2 separate regions of the Rattus norvegicus genome follow, and region 2 is linked to region 1. A link is a contact called in public Hi-C data. All regions are on one chromosome and are shown on one strand. Each heading gives the region's core, a stretch centred on a gene start, on an enhancer-like site or on the middle of the called end of the contact. The rest is flanking DNA. Distances are from core to core; before and after follow the strand shown.

Evidence for each region. Hi-C and Micro-C count contacts between places; a contact is called where the count stands out from the background.
Region 2: a Hi-C map of liver shows a contact between it and region 1, with 9 times the contacts expected there. The contact joins two enhancer-like sites. A contact is called at or near these places in 3 of 12 Hi-C or Micro-C datasets (kidney and liver).

Annotation. Positions count from the first base shown.
Region 1 is chr18:31,235,195-31,243,060 of GRCr8, reverse strand. All of the region lies in intron 10 of Arhgap26 (Rho GTPase activating protein 26), which reads right to left. Among named protein-coding and RNA genes, the nearest start is that of Arhgap26, 150 kb to the right of the region's middle. Within about 2 kb of position 4,695, at least 51 of the 93 cell types and tissues checked have an H3K27ac peak or open chromatin away from gene starts, as enhancers often do. A contact at or near this core is called in liver, where this site is marked.
Region 2 is chr18:31,537,158-31,545,023 of GRCr8, reverse strand. It overlaps Nr3c1 (nuclear receptor subfamily 3, group C, member 1), which reads left to right. Exons shown (of 9, transcript NM_012576.3): 3 at 965-1,128; 4 at 5,218-5,334; 5 at 7,674-7,866. Among named protein-coding and RNA genes, the nearest start is that of Nr3c1, 72 kb to the left of the region's middle. Within about 2 kb of position 2,688, at least 3 of the 93 cell types and tissues checked have an H3K27ac peak or open chromatin away from gene starts, as enhancers often do. A contact at or near this core is called in liver, where this site is marked.

The sequences.
Region 1 (7,866 bases), core at 3,446-5,945:
GTATGTATATACATAGACTTATGCGCAGTCATAAACGTAGACTTGAGATATGTGTACTTACAGTGACACCTCAGCTAAGAACTTGCTTTAACCGTCCGAGAGTTACGACCTCCTGACAGTACTTTAGCCTCCTTACTATTCTGTATGTGTGACCTACACGTTCGGAAGGCAAAATAGAGAGGTCCAATTGCTTTTCCCTCGGGGTTGGCAGAGTTACACACTTGTCCATATTACAAACTCAAAGAAACGCATCATACATTTCCAAGTGGAAGGCAAAAAAGTAAATACTCCAAAACCTTAAGTCATTCCCACATGGACAAATGAGGGCTGAAAGCAAGTACGGAGAGCATCACAGCAATGCCTGGAGAAGGGCGGGGGAGGATTGTTTAAAGGGGAGAAATGGCACCGTGGTCTGTAGGCTGATGTCTATATGCAGTTGAGGTCTGGCACAAGTTAAGTCAAAGCCATGATTGGACAGTAAAAAAATAAGGTGGGAACAAAGTTTTTGTAAGGCGGAAGAGAAGGGGAGAATCAAGATGGAGACGGAGAAGGATGACCCAGATCCAGGGGGTCTTGAATTGCCAAGATAGTTATGTATATTTCTTAAGGGATGGATTTCTGTAGGCAAATTTATCTTATTAGGTGGATAGTTTATATCTTTATCAATTGGGAGTGAGTTTATTGTGTGGATATACTGCGGATTGAGAGTTTAACATAGAAATCTGATTGTTGGGTTGCAGTTTGTTGAGTCTCGATTTCACCGGGTTATTGGGAGTGTGAGCAGAGTCCACGGCAGGGAGCCGTGTGGAACAGCCCGTGGACTGCCTAGGACAGTCCTGGGGGCAGTCTACTTGGGGGCAGCACGGAGCTGCTGAGATAAGGATGCCCTGCAGTGCCATGCAGCCCAATGGGCGGCGGCACTAGCACGGGGTAAAAGGTTAGGCAGTTTTTTGATATTTCGGCAACAGTGGTCCAGCTAACAACCAACACCTTCAGACCGAAAATCACACCCTACAGCAAAGACCAGCCATGACATCATAGCCATTTCATTTACCCTCCCCAGTAACAGCTTCAAAGTAGAATGCTATTCCAACCTAAAACTAGTGCCTGATAACTGAGAGGGGCAGAGAAAGGACGCCTCCAGCAAACACTAGAACCTCTTTGGAGAGGTTCCCTCCAGTGACCAGATGAGAGGTACAAATAATTTAAAAATCCTTTCTGAAGTCCAACCCTAAAATTCTCCTCAAAAGCCAGCATTTCTTCACCATGAACACATTGTTAGCGCTGGAGCCGGAGCAGCCTGTGAAGCAGGAACAAGGACCTGCAATTTTCTCAACACTGCTACACTCTTGCCATAAGAATGATGCAGAAAATAGTTCTCCAACATGACTAGAAATGAACAGCGAGAGGGAAACTTGTGGGGAGGGAAGGAAAGGGACAGGAGTGGGAGGGAGGTGGGAGGTGAGAGCAGTCAGTATGCGAAGTGTGTGTGTGTGTGTGTGTGTGTGTGTGTGTGTGTGTGTGTGTGTCTCAAACATGTTAGTAATAATAATAAAGAGAAGAGAATCCTCACTTATCTCCAGGCAAGCTGCTACCCATCCCCACGTCTGTTCCAGTGCTGGCTTCCAAAAAGAGCCCACAGAGAAGCAACGTAGCATTTGTAGTTGTCTGGTTAGGTTGCTATCAGTGAGGTGCGGATCATGAAGAGGAAAGGGTTTATTTCTCTTATGGGTCACACTCCATCATCAGGAGAGCTCAGGAGAGGAACTCAGGGCAGAAACATGGTAACAGGAACAGAAGCAGAGACTGAAGGAAAGATGCTTAGTGGCTTGTTCCTCCTGCCTTGTTCAGCCTGCTTTTTTACACCACCTACAACCAGGGGAGGCACCACACACAGTGAGCCGGGCTCTCCCACATCAATCATTAATCTGGAAAATGTCCTATGGACTTGCTTACAGGTCAATCTGATGGAGGCAATTTCTCAACTGAGGTTACTCTCCCCAGATAACACCAGCCAATGTCAACCTGACCAAAAAAAAAAAAAAAAAAAAAAATCGAAAAACAAACAAAATCAAAAAGAGCCCTAACTAACCAAGAAAGCATTGTCTCCAGAATGTTAGGACCACCAAAGTCCATCACAGCCCTCCCATCAGCTAAGAACAATCAAATGCACATCCATAGCTGATTCTGGGGTTCCTCGACAGCTTTCTAGTTCTAATCTTATTCATGAATCAGAGTCAACAAGAGTGATCTCAGTGGTTTGGCAATTTACCCACTTCCTATTGGACAAGGAAATGCTAGAACTGACTCCACCCCACTGAAACAAACACATCCAGAACCTCCCAGCACTGCTCTCTCTAAATCAACTTCCAAAGATCTAGGGCTTACTCATTCGTAATACTAAATCTCCAGTTGGCAAGAGCCAACTATCCTATCCTATCCACACCACTTAGGGTCAGGTTGACAGTAAAGGAAGGGCTATGGGACCCACAGAACTTACTGTAACCTGTGTGTGAAATGTGTCCCACTGTGCTCTTGGAAGTTGGGAAAGTGAAGGCTTAGAGAGTGGGCTTTCTATGCCTGGGTGAAAGGGGCTGGCCAGATGCCAAGAAAAGGAAACAGTGCTGGGGAAACTGCTTCTTGATACTTCCTATACAATGAAAGTCTGTACAGATGTGACCAAAGCCATGTAGAACCTTGGAGAATGGCATCTGACCCACATGTGTTTATAGAAAGCAGGTAAGCAGTCAAGTGAAGGGAGCTAGGTGAGAGGCCCTTTACTTCCCTAAGGAAAACAGAGCTGGGCTTCTTTCTCTAAAACCTGTGGCCTTTCATCTCTTCTGCATTTCTTCTTGTGGTTCAAGGCGTATGAAAAAGAAAGAACAGAGTAAGTGCAGGTCACAGAGGCAGCTGTCACCCGGAATGTTAACCTGGTGGATCCCAGGTGAGAGAAACCAGAGATCCTTATTACATGCCAAACACTGTGCTAAGGATTTTGTCAACTATCACTTCTTTCTCACAATAAACATATGAATTAAATGCCACTTGCTGGGCCTCCTTTATCCGATTTCATTGCTTATTTACTTTTTTTCTATTTGTGTTGCTGGCGATTGAACTTGGGGCTCAGACATGCTAGGTACCTCTACCTCTCAGCCACATCTCCAGGCCTTTGGGACTCTTTCTAAAAGTGAAAGATGCCACGTTGCTATTAAGGGCTAACTCTGATGTTATATCCAGGTGGGTCAGAAACTAAAACCAGACCTATGCTTATGCCATAATGCTACAGTGGCCTTATCTGTGACAAGCGTATGTGCCCTAGAGTCCAAGACTATCAACTTGGAGAGAGGAAGGAAGGGAGTAACCTTCCACGTACTCCCTAAGATGTTTTCCTCAGCAGCTTTGAATCAATAAGTTAGTAAGAGTCTGATTCTAATGAATGAATGGATCATAATCAGCAAAAGCCTACAGCACTCACCTCCTGAGAGGAAAGATTGGAGACCGAGGAGGACCCTGGCAATAGGGACAGTCCAGAGAATAATCACTGCCAGCCCCATCAGACAGCTTCACACAGAGTTATTTTGAAAGATTTTAAAGTCCTAGAAGACCAGATGAATTTCTAGCTTGTTAAACTTCATGGCCCGTGAACATAACTGCTACAGCAACAGGCACAGGTTACCACAGTACACCAGGAAAAAGCTTTGCTGACTAATGGGACGGGCGCAACGCAAAGTAACAGGAACCCTCGTTACCACTACTGAAGGCGAGCTGAGCAAAGCCCTCCTTACGTTGCCTCATCCACCACCCTCTGTGCCACTAAGGTTCTTTGGTCTCATGATGAACAGAGCAGGTGGAATTTACTGCTTCGTTGCTCTCCCTCTTGAGAATTATGTAATAACACATTTTTGGTGTTGAGTTGTTTTTTAAGCCCTACATTGAGAAGCTGGCAGATAAATGTGTGCACTCACCAACACATTTCACTGCACTGATTAGAGGACGGACGGCCGTTGCCTAGGTCGCCCTCCCATCCACTCCTCTAGCCAGCAAAACCCACTCCTACTTAAAACAGGTTCAGATAGCCAACGCTCTCACTTAATTAGAAGGCAAAACGAACAGACAGCTTGCTATCTATCCCTAAGAGCCAGGAAGCAATTCAGAAAGAATGATGCCCATCCCCCACTGGCCACTCCACCCCTGGCCATGCTGTCAGAGCAGCATAACACCCTCTGAGGAAGGAAAACCCATTTCCTGCCTGAAAGGTCAATGGCATAGAGACCAGCACTCCAACCCAACCGGCAGGAAGGCAAAGTCAAGTAGCATTTCAAACAGGCAGCGAGAAGGGGAGGGGCGGGAAGACTGAAACCAGGAAAAACAGTTCATCCGCTCTGTGGCTCTGTGAGATAAAGACTGTAATGGGACAGAGAGGCCTGGTTCTCTGCACAGGCTGGACAGAAGGACGAGTCTGCTGTCCTCACATGCATCATCCCGAAGCAAAGAATCTAGCATCTTGGTTCACCCAGCTAAACTGCCATATTTAAAGAGGCCTGACAAACTGGGCGGGCCAGCTAGTTGTTGCCAGAAAGTAGGTATGAACGATCTGTGAAAAGGGTGAGAGGAAGGAACTTCAAGAGAAAGAATGACTCACTGAAAATACTCTCTGTCTTAAGTAGTAATAGCCATATAAACTGTCGCTTCTACAGAAACCACACACGCAGCTGTCTTCGAATTACCAGTGTCTAAAGGACGAGTACACTTCATAGACCCACGAGCCACCAATGCACGTGCAAAACTGCCACCTAGAGGCCGAACACTCAAACAGCCTGTTACGTAAGATGGATCGATCCTCGTTGGAAAACAATCTCAAGAGTCACACAGTTTCACAAAGACACTCAAAACGACCTATTCACCATACTCATACCAAGCCAGACCGTAAACTACCTTCATTTAAAATTAGAATGGTTTCCTGGGGAGATCATAAACTGAATGTGGACATAAAACTTCCTCTTTTGTGGGAATCAAGTTAGGAAGCACAGCACTGCCTTCAGAATCTCCCCCTAGTGGGCCTTCTTCACAGGAACCCTTCCAGTGCCTCAAGTCACTCTCATATAAATCGACAAGGCTATGGGAAAAGAAGCAAGCTTACCGCAAGGCAGTGTGGAAGGACTTTTAGCAAAGGTAAGGTTTACCAGGAGAAAAATTAAGTCCCATAGTTCGGAGCATACAAAAACATTTACACACGTGGGACACCATCAGAGAGGGACACTGCTATATCCCAGCTTCAAAACAACCCCGGCAGTCACAACCAGCACCATCTTAGTACCAGTCCTGTGGCTAGTGAGAGTCAGTCCTGCCTTCAAACCTAGGGCTCCCTCTATCTCTTATTCAACCTACAATATGCATCCTTCTCTGAAAATACAACTTGGAAAGATGCTTGCTGACTGGAAGGTACTAATTTTTTTTTTAATTCAGATCTTCCATAAATGTCTAGCTTCTGTTATTCTGGCTTCACTTATACTACCATATCTCTACACAAAAGCAAATTATGTGTGTACTTGCTAGAGCTTTAATTTAATTAGCAGCTAACTAATGTTCTCTAGTCTCATTACTAAACTCCCAGAGGAAAAAATAAATAATGCAATTTCAAAACTGTACTCACCATAAAAAATTAATATTGGGCAATCATATACAATAGTGCTATGCTAAAGGCTGCAAGAAATTATGGTCTTTCTGCCTCTAAAAGCAAATCATCTGAGATAAACAGAATTAAACAGAAGTACCCAAAACATTTCAAACTGAACAGCTAGCCAACCAATACAAAGAAAATGTGTTACCTGGCTACTACAGGGAAGTGGCTACTACTGTGGGGAAGGAGGGCGCAGAATTGGCAGAATGTGTGTGAGAGAGAGCTGAGAAAGGTTCAGGAAAACTAGTTCACAACTGCTGATGCAGCATCTGCAGGAGAACTTCAGAATGACCCAAAGAATCAGGTGAGGGTTTTACAGAAGAAAAACCCATAGATTCCTAAAGTGACTGACACCTGTCAGAAAAGCCTAATCGGGGCCTGGGTGCACCCTGTAGTCTGATGAGAGAGAGGAAACAGTGAATTTAAGGGTATAGGTGTCCTTGTGGTCCCCAGTTCCCAACCCCCTGTGTCGTTCACCACCACTACGACCACCACCACCACCAAGTGATCTGTCTTTGCTGCACCTCTGCGTTTGGCAGTGCTGGAAAGAAGTGTTTAGCAGACAGAGTTTCTGTTGGAGTCAGCTAGTCTTCAAAAAAAGCTAAAACATACTAACTGTTTCCTTTCCCTGAGTGTAAACATTACCCCCCCACCCCACCACTCTGGTTCAGTGAATCAAAAGAACCCTTTAGTTTCTATTTCTATTACTTACCATATGGTTTGGTGGCCGCTCATGGAAAACATTAGGGAGAAAATAATCTATGTGTCACTTACATCTGTGAGAAATTTCTTTAAAACAAACCAATCCAAGGGATGCTGGCAAGTGACTACCCCCATGATTCTTCAGCTTAAGTAAATATTTTCCCTACATTTGCTCACTAATTTACATACGATGGTGCATGATGGAGTTAATTATTCAAGTGACTGAACACAGACGCTGGTTAGTATTAATGAGCCACATATGACTACCAGGAAAGGCTGCTTTTCCACGATGCCTCTTTTGAACCCAACAAGTTTACTCACTGAATTCTTGCACACACACATACACACAAAAAAGAGTTGACCCACAAGAAAAAAAAGTTAAATGCAGCCAATTAACCAGTATAAAATAAAAACTTTCAAGAGCTAGGTCTGTACAAAGACTGCCAAAAAAGTAATTCTGGGATTTTTAAGCTACTGAACTGAAGCTAGTGATGAAGAAAGAGGGGGGATGGGAAGGAGGGGGCTTGGATGGAAGGAAGCAGCAAAAAAAGATAAGGCAGCTGATGCAAATGGTCTGCTTCAGGAGGTGGGGTTCAGGGGTGCGTACTGGCCGCCATTTAAAAGGCCTTGGTGGGATGGCCTTCTGCCTCACTGACAGGTCCTCCCTGCTCAATACTATGCTAGCTCCCTAGCAGTGATATGAAGTACCAGACAGCAGGAAGGCAGTGGGGGGCGGGGGGGCGTGGATTCTTCCTGAAGTCCACTGAATCTACTTCATGCCTCCCTCCCCCTCTGGTGGGTTGCTAGCAACCTGGTGTTTCTTCCCTTGAATACCATTCTCACCCTGTTCTCTCTTCGTGGGGCATTTCTCTACAGGTGTGCCTGCTTCTGTCTCTGTAGCTCCCTCCCTGTTAACTAGGAGGCCAGCTCTGGTGAATCAGGGGCCTATCTTCATTTCTTTTCCTGTTACTGTGACAAAATGCCCTGAACAAAACCAACTTAGGGGAGACAGGATTTGTTTCAGCTTATAGCTCCAGGTTACATCTCATAGTTGTGGGGAAGTCATGGCTCCAGTTGCTATGGCAACTCATTACACTGCGTCCAGAGTGCCGAATCCAGAGCACTGAGCACCTACTTATGCTCGGCTCGCCCCATCTTTTCCATACAGTCAAGGATCCAAATCCACTCTTAGGCTGTGCCTTCCCACATCGACTAACATCATCAAGACAGCCCCCCACAGACATGTTCATAAGCCAACCTAATCTAGACAACCCCTCAACGATGCTTTCTTCCAGATGATTCTAGAATGTGCCAAGCTGACAGTTACAACTAACCAACCATTAACACCATATATTACAGAGTCAGGATATTTCACACCATATTTTCGTAGTCTAAATAATATAAATCGCACATTGCATCTTGATAAATTACCACATTAACAGCTACTACATGATTTATTATATAGTAGTGTATCTAATCTACCC
Region 2 (7,866 bases), core at 1,439-3,938, 300 kb before region 1:
TTTTCATTGTTTGCCTCAGGGTATTTTGATTGAGAAGGGGGTGGAGAGGTAGTTGTTCTCAAAATAGAAAACTAGAGTTTTTTTTTTCCAACATACATGGTAATGTTTCTGGAACAATCATTTCTAAGTCATAAGAAACTACCATTTCAGGTAGGATCAAACTCTAAGCTGGTATGTAATTTTTTTCTGTAGTAGAGAGCATGGATAGAATAATAATGAGATTAATGCCAGAATTAAAATTAAAAGGAAAAGAAGATTGATGGTCTAAGCAATTAAAGGGTTAGAAGGAATTTGGGGATATGGTAGAGATATCCTTTCTTGGGCTTTATGATAATTATGGGTCTAATCCATCATTTTAATCTTGCCAATTACACACTTAGCATGCATTATTTTCTAAGTAAACCACAACATCATTCTGTTTAGAAGTCAGAGAACTAATTGGCTCTGGCACGTCATACTTTATTTACTGCCGTGCATCTATATTTCATATGCATGGGAGTATGCAGGTGTGTAGAGACCAGAGCAGTGCACAGGGTATCTTCTATCACTCTCCACCTTTGCCTTGAGACAGGCATTGGATGGGAACCTTACTGTTTTAGTTAGGCTGGCTGGCTGTGAGCCCATCATATCCACCTGGCTCTCTCCCCCAATGCTGGGATTATGGCATGCACAGTTATGGCCTGCTTTTTAAGAAGGTGGTAAGGACTTGAACTCAGGTCCTCATGTCTACTGGGCAAATGATCTTAACCACTGTACCATTTCACCAGTTTAATGCATTTCATATTTCATATAGAAAAATAGTATGTTTCAGTATATGGAGATAGGGTATTTTGGTGCTTGTTAGCACTTAAAAGACAGAATTCAGTGTGAACATGCAGCTTGAAATGAGAAGGGAAAAGAAATACATTCTAACATTCCTTTCATAATCATGACAACCGTAACACCATTTATCCTTCTCCTACAGCCCTGGAATGAGACCAGATGTAAGCTCTCCTCCATCCAGCTCGTCAGCAGCCACGGGACCACCTCCCAAGCTCTGCCTGGTGTGCTCCGATGAAGCTTCAGGATGTCATTACGGGGTGCTGACATGTGGAAGCTGCAAAGTATTCTTTAAAAGAGCAGTGGAAGGTAGTGTGTGTTTTGAAGAGTTTTATTTTTGTTTCTATTTTTCATAGTAAATTTTTAACTGTTCATTGTATACAGAGTCCACTAATGATAGCCATCAATTCAGGGACAAGCATAGTGGCCCTTAAGTACTCCACTGGGAAGAGACAGGAGTAAGGAGAAGAAGTAGAATAAGTTGATAAGTTCAGTCTGAGAAAGAAAAAAGAAATGTGCCGTGTAGACTGGCAGTATGCTAAGTCTGGGCAGGCTGGGAATGGTGGGTTTTCATTCCCCATAAGCAAGTTAGTTTCAAAGCTACCAGCTATACCAGTCTGACAAAATCGGTGACCATGGGAAGGAACAATAAGGGAGGAACAGCGTCTTTCTTTACTTTTCTCCTGTTAGATAAATAATAGGTCATGTTAAGTACCACAATAACTGAGGTCCAATCTACTAAAGTAAAGGCCAACTTAATAATCACAAGTACAGAGATCATCATATGGAATCTGGAAGTATGGCATTGCAAAGAAGGCGACTGCACTGTAAGGATGATACAGGGTGGTCATGTATTGGTGAGTTCACACTCCAGAGCAACGGGCTAACATTAGAGATATTCTTTATACCCCACCCAAAAGCATCACAACAGAATTAAACCAAAAATTAAAGCTATATTTATCTTTCAGTATAACACCATTCACAGCCCACTGTGAACTCTTTCCCTTATTTTTATGTAAAAGTAAGTATTAGCTACACTAGAGTTAAATGTTTATCATGTAATTATTTCAGAAAAGCATGGTGGCTAGATCACATTAGTAAGAAAACCTTTAAATGTGTAAGATGTTAGTGAGTAAGTCACTTGGCTGTTTCCTCTTTTATTTGAGTTTCAGCATTCTCAAAGGCATTTTCCAGCTCTAAAATTCTGCAAACCCTTGGTACTGTAATTCAAAGAAAAATTCTATCTAGACTGCAAAATCTATAGCATGGTTTGTAGCATTTCATTTTTAAAGGATAGGTATGTTATTTATTTAACATGAGCTTTTTAACACATACTAGATAGTATACTTAAGCCTTATATTGTCAATATAAATACCCAAACATAAATCATAATTAAGTTTTACATGTTTGTAATATAAGACAAATCTATTTTTTAATCCAAGATCCTGGGAGTTCTCCAGGTCCTTATGCCCTGCCAATCTTTTTGTCTTGCATTCATTTTGCTCACAAGTATTGACTTTGTTTGCCATATGTGAAGTACATACATAAAAAAATCAATTAGGGACCTGTGAACACTTAGATCCTGTTAGGATTTGTGTCTGCCAGACTAGCAAACAGGTTCAGAAAGCTGAAGTGGCAAAACTGGGATTCCAGCAAAGTGGCCTCCAAGTAAGGTCGTATTCTCAACAAGACCCTCAAAGACGCATCTGATAAGCCCTTGATGCCTGCGAGATTGTAATGCAGGTAGATGCTGAAATAAAAGGACTCATAAGAGGTTTAACTATTAGCTACCATACACTGAGTAGTGCTGGTGTGTTGAACACAGTATCATCTGCATAATTACTTCTAAGCTTGGCAAAATTCCCAACAGTTGATAAGAGAACAAACTCCAAAAAGTTAATGTTTCCAAGATCAGTTTCTTGGCATGCCACTGTACCACTGCTACTAAGAACAACTCTAGAAGGTTAAGCTGATAGAATTAGTTTATAGTTAATCCTCAGACACTTTCAGTACAGATTGTAGTCTGCGTCTTCTGCATACCCTGTGTTGTGTTTCCCACTTTGTTCTATGCAATATTTTATTGGTCATAGAAGCCAGTGTTGGTGTGATTTTGGAAGGGATTATACTACACTGTATTAGGAGACAGATATCACTGGGGTATCGTGTAGGCTAGCTACTACCCTATCATAAATGGCAAGCCACTGTCAAGTGCTAAAAGTAGATTTAGCCAAAAGTACCAATAAACAGTGTTAAAGAGGCTTCAGGTTATCTGAAGGCTCTTTCCTTGCCATTGAGAAGTTGGAAAGGAAATTTATCAGGTGGCAGAAAGCAAAGGGATTGCAGAAGTCTGTCTTTAAAGGACGGTTGAAGAGTTACTTTTGTAATAGTAGCACGTGGTCATTCTCTGTGAGATAACACAGATCCAATCCCGTCTTGTTCTAAGGAAGGAACTGACTAGTGGATCATTCTGTTATAATAACCTGAGCCTATACTAGGATTCTCAGTTATAGTACACACTGGATAAAGAAATCAATATCAGCATAGCACACTTAGTCCAATCTTTTTAGTTAGAAATAAATAGAACACTGAAGTTTTCTACTCTAGAAGTAATTTTTCCAGCAACACTGAGATAGGGAAACTCTGTAAGACAGTAGATGTAGGGTTTTCTGAGGGGGTAAAACTTCAGTGCTTTACTGTGGATACAATCTGTTGTTACTTCTTTTGCTGCACGATGGGATTTTAAAAATTTATTTAGTCTTATTTTATATGTATAAATGTTTAAATGTATAAATGTGAATACCATGTGTGTGCCTGGTACCTGCAGAGGCCAGAAGGCATCTAATTCCCTTGAATTGGAGTTGTAGACACTAGCTACCTGCCGCCCTGTGGGTGCTAGGAACTGAACCCAGGTCCTCTGCAAGAACAGCAAGTGCTCCTAACTGCTGAGCCATCTCCCTGACCTCATATAATAGGGTTTTATTGAGCTAGTTCCTCTATTTTGTGTTTAAGAAAATAGGAGGCTTACAAATCACAGAAAGGATTTGAAAGAGCTAGCAGACATATTAGGCATGGGAAAGTAACCCTGAAATAAAGCCATTATATAACTATATAGCTAATATATAACTAAACTATTAGTCAACGTCGTAACTTATCCTCACGAAAGATTAAACTAATACAGCTAACTTTGTACTCCAAACACATATTTAAACAACATCATGATGTAATATATCAGAAAAAAACTAATTTTTTTTATCAAAGTCTTAGATTGCCCTAAGCAATAAAGAAAAAAATAGTCTCTTCTTAGAAATCAGGTCTACATATGTTCCACCTGGTGAACTGATCATTACAATTATTTCTCATTTCTTTGAATATGATTTATTCTTGAGAAATGTCTGACATTACTCAGTGTCTTGCCATCTCATTTAATACAAGTAACACAGACTGGTAATTATTGGTGTACTGTGTAGACAGTCAGTCTTGTGTAGGAAACTTCTATTCCTAACTTCTAACTCTACCCTATAATAAATGGCAGCCACTGTCAAGTGTTAAAAGTGGACTTATCCAGCCCCAGTCAAATAGATCCTTCAGTTGTTTTCATCATTTAATACTCGGATTAAAGAAGACAGTGCAGCATGTGGGAGATGAAAACACTTTTCTGCCTTTTCCCCTTTAACACTCTCAGAATGTTTTGCCGAGAGACCTAGAGTTTATGGTATGTTCTTCAATGCTGGGTACCAGAGAACGTCGAAGCTAGCACTGATGACATCAGTATTTGAGGCTGAAGGTGACACCAAGCATCCTCACATTCTAAAAGCATATGAAATAATTATCTTTCTTTGTTAGTTTGCCAAGTTTGCGCTTTAAGTAATCCGTTGCTGGAAGTTGGTTCATTTAAGATTGGGAAGAACTCATTTTACATACCCATGATAATGTTGAATGATGAATTAAAAGTCATTTTGTTCCTTAGGGATTCCCAAAAAATTGTAAGCCTGCTTGTGTTTAGTCATGTCAGCAATAGATCAGAATTCATAATAAAAAACAATGATTACAAACACCATCTATAACTGTTAAAGAACCATATAAAGCAGTTTTTAAAGTACTGACCTTTGGCACAGGGCATTTAATAGCATACAATTCTGTCTCTTGATCTTAGAGTATTATGACTTGAACATATCTATATATGAAGTACAGAAGTAAGGTTTGTTTTAATTGACTTTTAAATTCATTGAACAGAACAAGTCCTCTCAACATGGTAATTCATGTAGAAAAGCACACTGTTGACTTCTTGTGTCTTGATGATAGTCTGCTTAACACAAAACCAGAAAGAGGATAGGCTTTTCATTAAAAATGTCCTTACAGGTCTGTGGAATTTTAACAATGCCCTTTACTCTCTTGTAGGACAGCACAATTACCTTTGTGCTGGAAGAAACGATTGCATCATTGATAAAATTCGAAGGAAAAACTGCCCAGCATGCCGCTATCGGAAATGTCTTCAGGCTGGAATGAACCTTGAAGGTAATGGAACCTTAAAGGAGCTACCTACCTATCACATGAGAACTGACCACTTTACTTTTTATAAGAGCAAGCAAACGTAATCGTAATGAACTCTAATTAAATTAGCAAAATGTTATATTAAAATAGAATGTTTTGTTAGTTCATCCACTTTTGTTATATACATTGAATTCAGGACAGCCAGGGTGTATATTAAGTAAAGAGATTACATAATATTGAAAATTACGTAACTTGGAGCAATTTTGTTTTCATCCTTCTTACTCCTTTTTTAAAACTCAAAACCATTTCCTAGGATTGGAAAGGACTGTACGTGAGAGCTAGTTCATGCTCCTCTCATTTTCCTGCACTTCAAAAACACCACACCTTTTACTTGAAAACATATGTTTTATTACAACTCTGCCAACAACATTGGATGGGTTGTTTTATGGTTTAAGTATAAAAGAAAACTAAAAACTACTTGTAAGTTATAATTTGAAATTCCTGATTATATAAAAAGTTATATAATTAACACTTATTTAAAAACTTGCCTCTGGAAAAGTCAGGATTTGCTGTAGTTGAAGTAGCAAGCTCTCTGAAAGGAGCATTCTTAGTAACTTGCAAGGTTAGTATTTACTGTTACTGTGTTATAGCATTTAGCAAATACTCACCAAGCATAAAGAGAATATAAATTTAGTGCCTGAGTCTGAGCAGCTTACTTTTTGTTTATGCTACAAGGTCAGTCACAAAATAGTACACATGCCACAAAAGAAATATTACTACAGGATCAAGAGGGTAGGTGATCGTGTCTGTCCTGAAAGTCAGAGAAGTCATCCTAGACCAAGTAGCACTGAATTGTCAATACAGACCCTGAGGAGGAATTAGATGACCAGTAATGAGAGAGGCATGGTCATATTTGTATTTTATAAATAATAGTCTTTGGGATAGACAAATGGATTAGTGGCAGAGGATCCAAGTTCACTTCCCAGCACCCACATTTGACAACTCACGACTGCCAGTAACTTAGTTCCAGGGGATCTGATGTCTTTTGACCTCTGTAGATACCTACAGTCATGTACTCAGACTCCCACACAGAGAAAAACATTCACATGATTAAAAATAAACATCTTATATTGAGGAACTAAGGAATTGAGAAGAGCAATAATTTGGATAAAAGATGCTGATCTTGAGAGAATGGTATTCATCTCATTCTCTTGATAGGAGTGTTGTTACTAAATATAAAGAGTTCAAATCCCCAGACCGCTCCCAGAGCTGTAAGTCCATCCAGATTGACAGCTCAGTCCCACAGGGGACATCTGTGTCACACCTCCTCCTCTCAAGGCTTATGGAAGAGAGGGTGGGAAGACAGAGCCGGAGGCACTGGATGACGACAAGGGATGTGTTTTCCAGACAGAGCAGGAAAGCTGTGCATAGAAGCTCACAGCACTTGTGTGCAAGCCTGAGCCAGACAGAATCTCAGAATGGGACAGGGAATGCCCCAAAGTCCCACTCCCTAGCTGGTTCCCTGCTGAGTGTGGCCCCTGCTAAGTCACCCATCCGAGTGGAAGGAAAGCCACACATCAAGAACACATGGGCAGCACGATTCTATGTCACAGTGGTAAAGTGGGAAGCGGGTGTGGGTCTAGGAGGAGTTAAACACAGAAGTAAGTGTGTTCAAGACACACTGTAGAAAATTCTCAAAGAGCTAAGAAAAACTGAGAATAAATGGCAACACAGTGTAGCACTTAGGAGGCAGGGGGCTCAGAAGTTTAAGGTGAACAGTAAACTACTGGATCACTGTTAGAGTAAACAAATCATGTGAGTGAATTCCTATAGACCTTTCCCTTCCAGAAACAAAATTTCTCTTCCATGCCATGCTATCAAATGACAAATAGAAGAATCCTGGGATTGGAGGCTCAGTGGGTAATACCGGGTGGTGGGCAGGCATGAATGACCCAGGTTTACCCCACTACCCACATCAGAAGCCAGGTACAGATATGTCCAGGCTTATTAACCACAGCATTCTGAAGGATAAGGTGGGACAAGAGTGTTTCTAGGGCTTACTGGCTACTAGCCTAACTTCAAGTCCAACGAAGGAGCCTGCCTCAAAAGGAATAAAGTGGAGCGTGATAGACTTGGATATCCAACTTCTTCCCCTGGCCTTGAGCAAAGCACAGGTGTATGCATACACACGTGTACGTACACCACATTCACAATGTGTGCACACATTCATGGAGACATGCCAAATTTTTAAATAGTTTACTTCTTTCGATAATAGTTTCAGAAATGAAAGACCTTTATAATTGGAAAGTTTGGGCTACAGAGTTAATTCAGTGCATTTATTTTCCTTTTTTCAATATCCACAGCTCGAAAAACAAAGAAAAAAATCAAAGGGATTCAGCAAGCCACTGCAGGAGTCTCACAAGACACTTCGGAAAATCCTAACAAAACAATAGTTCCTGCAGCATTACCACAGCTCACCCCTACCTTGGTGTCACTGCTGGAGGTGATTGAACCCGAGGTGTTGTATGCAGGATATGATAGCTCTGTTCCAGATTC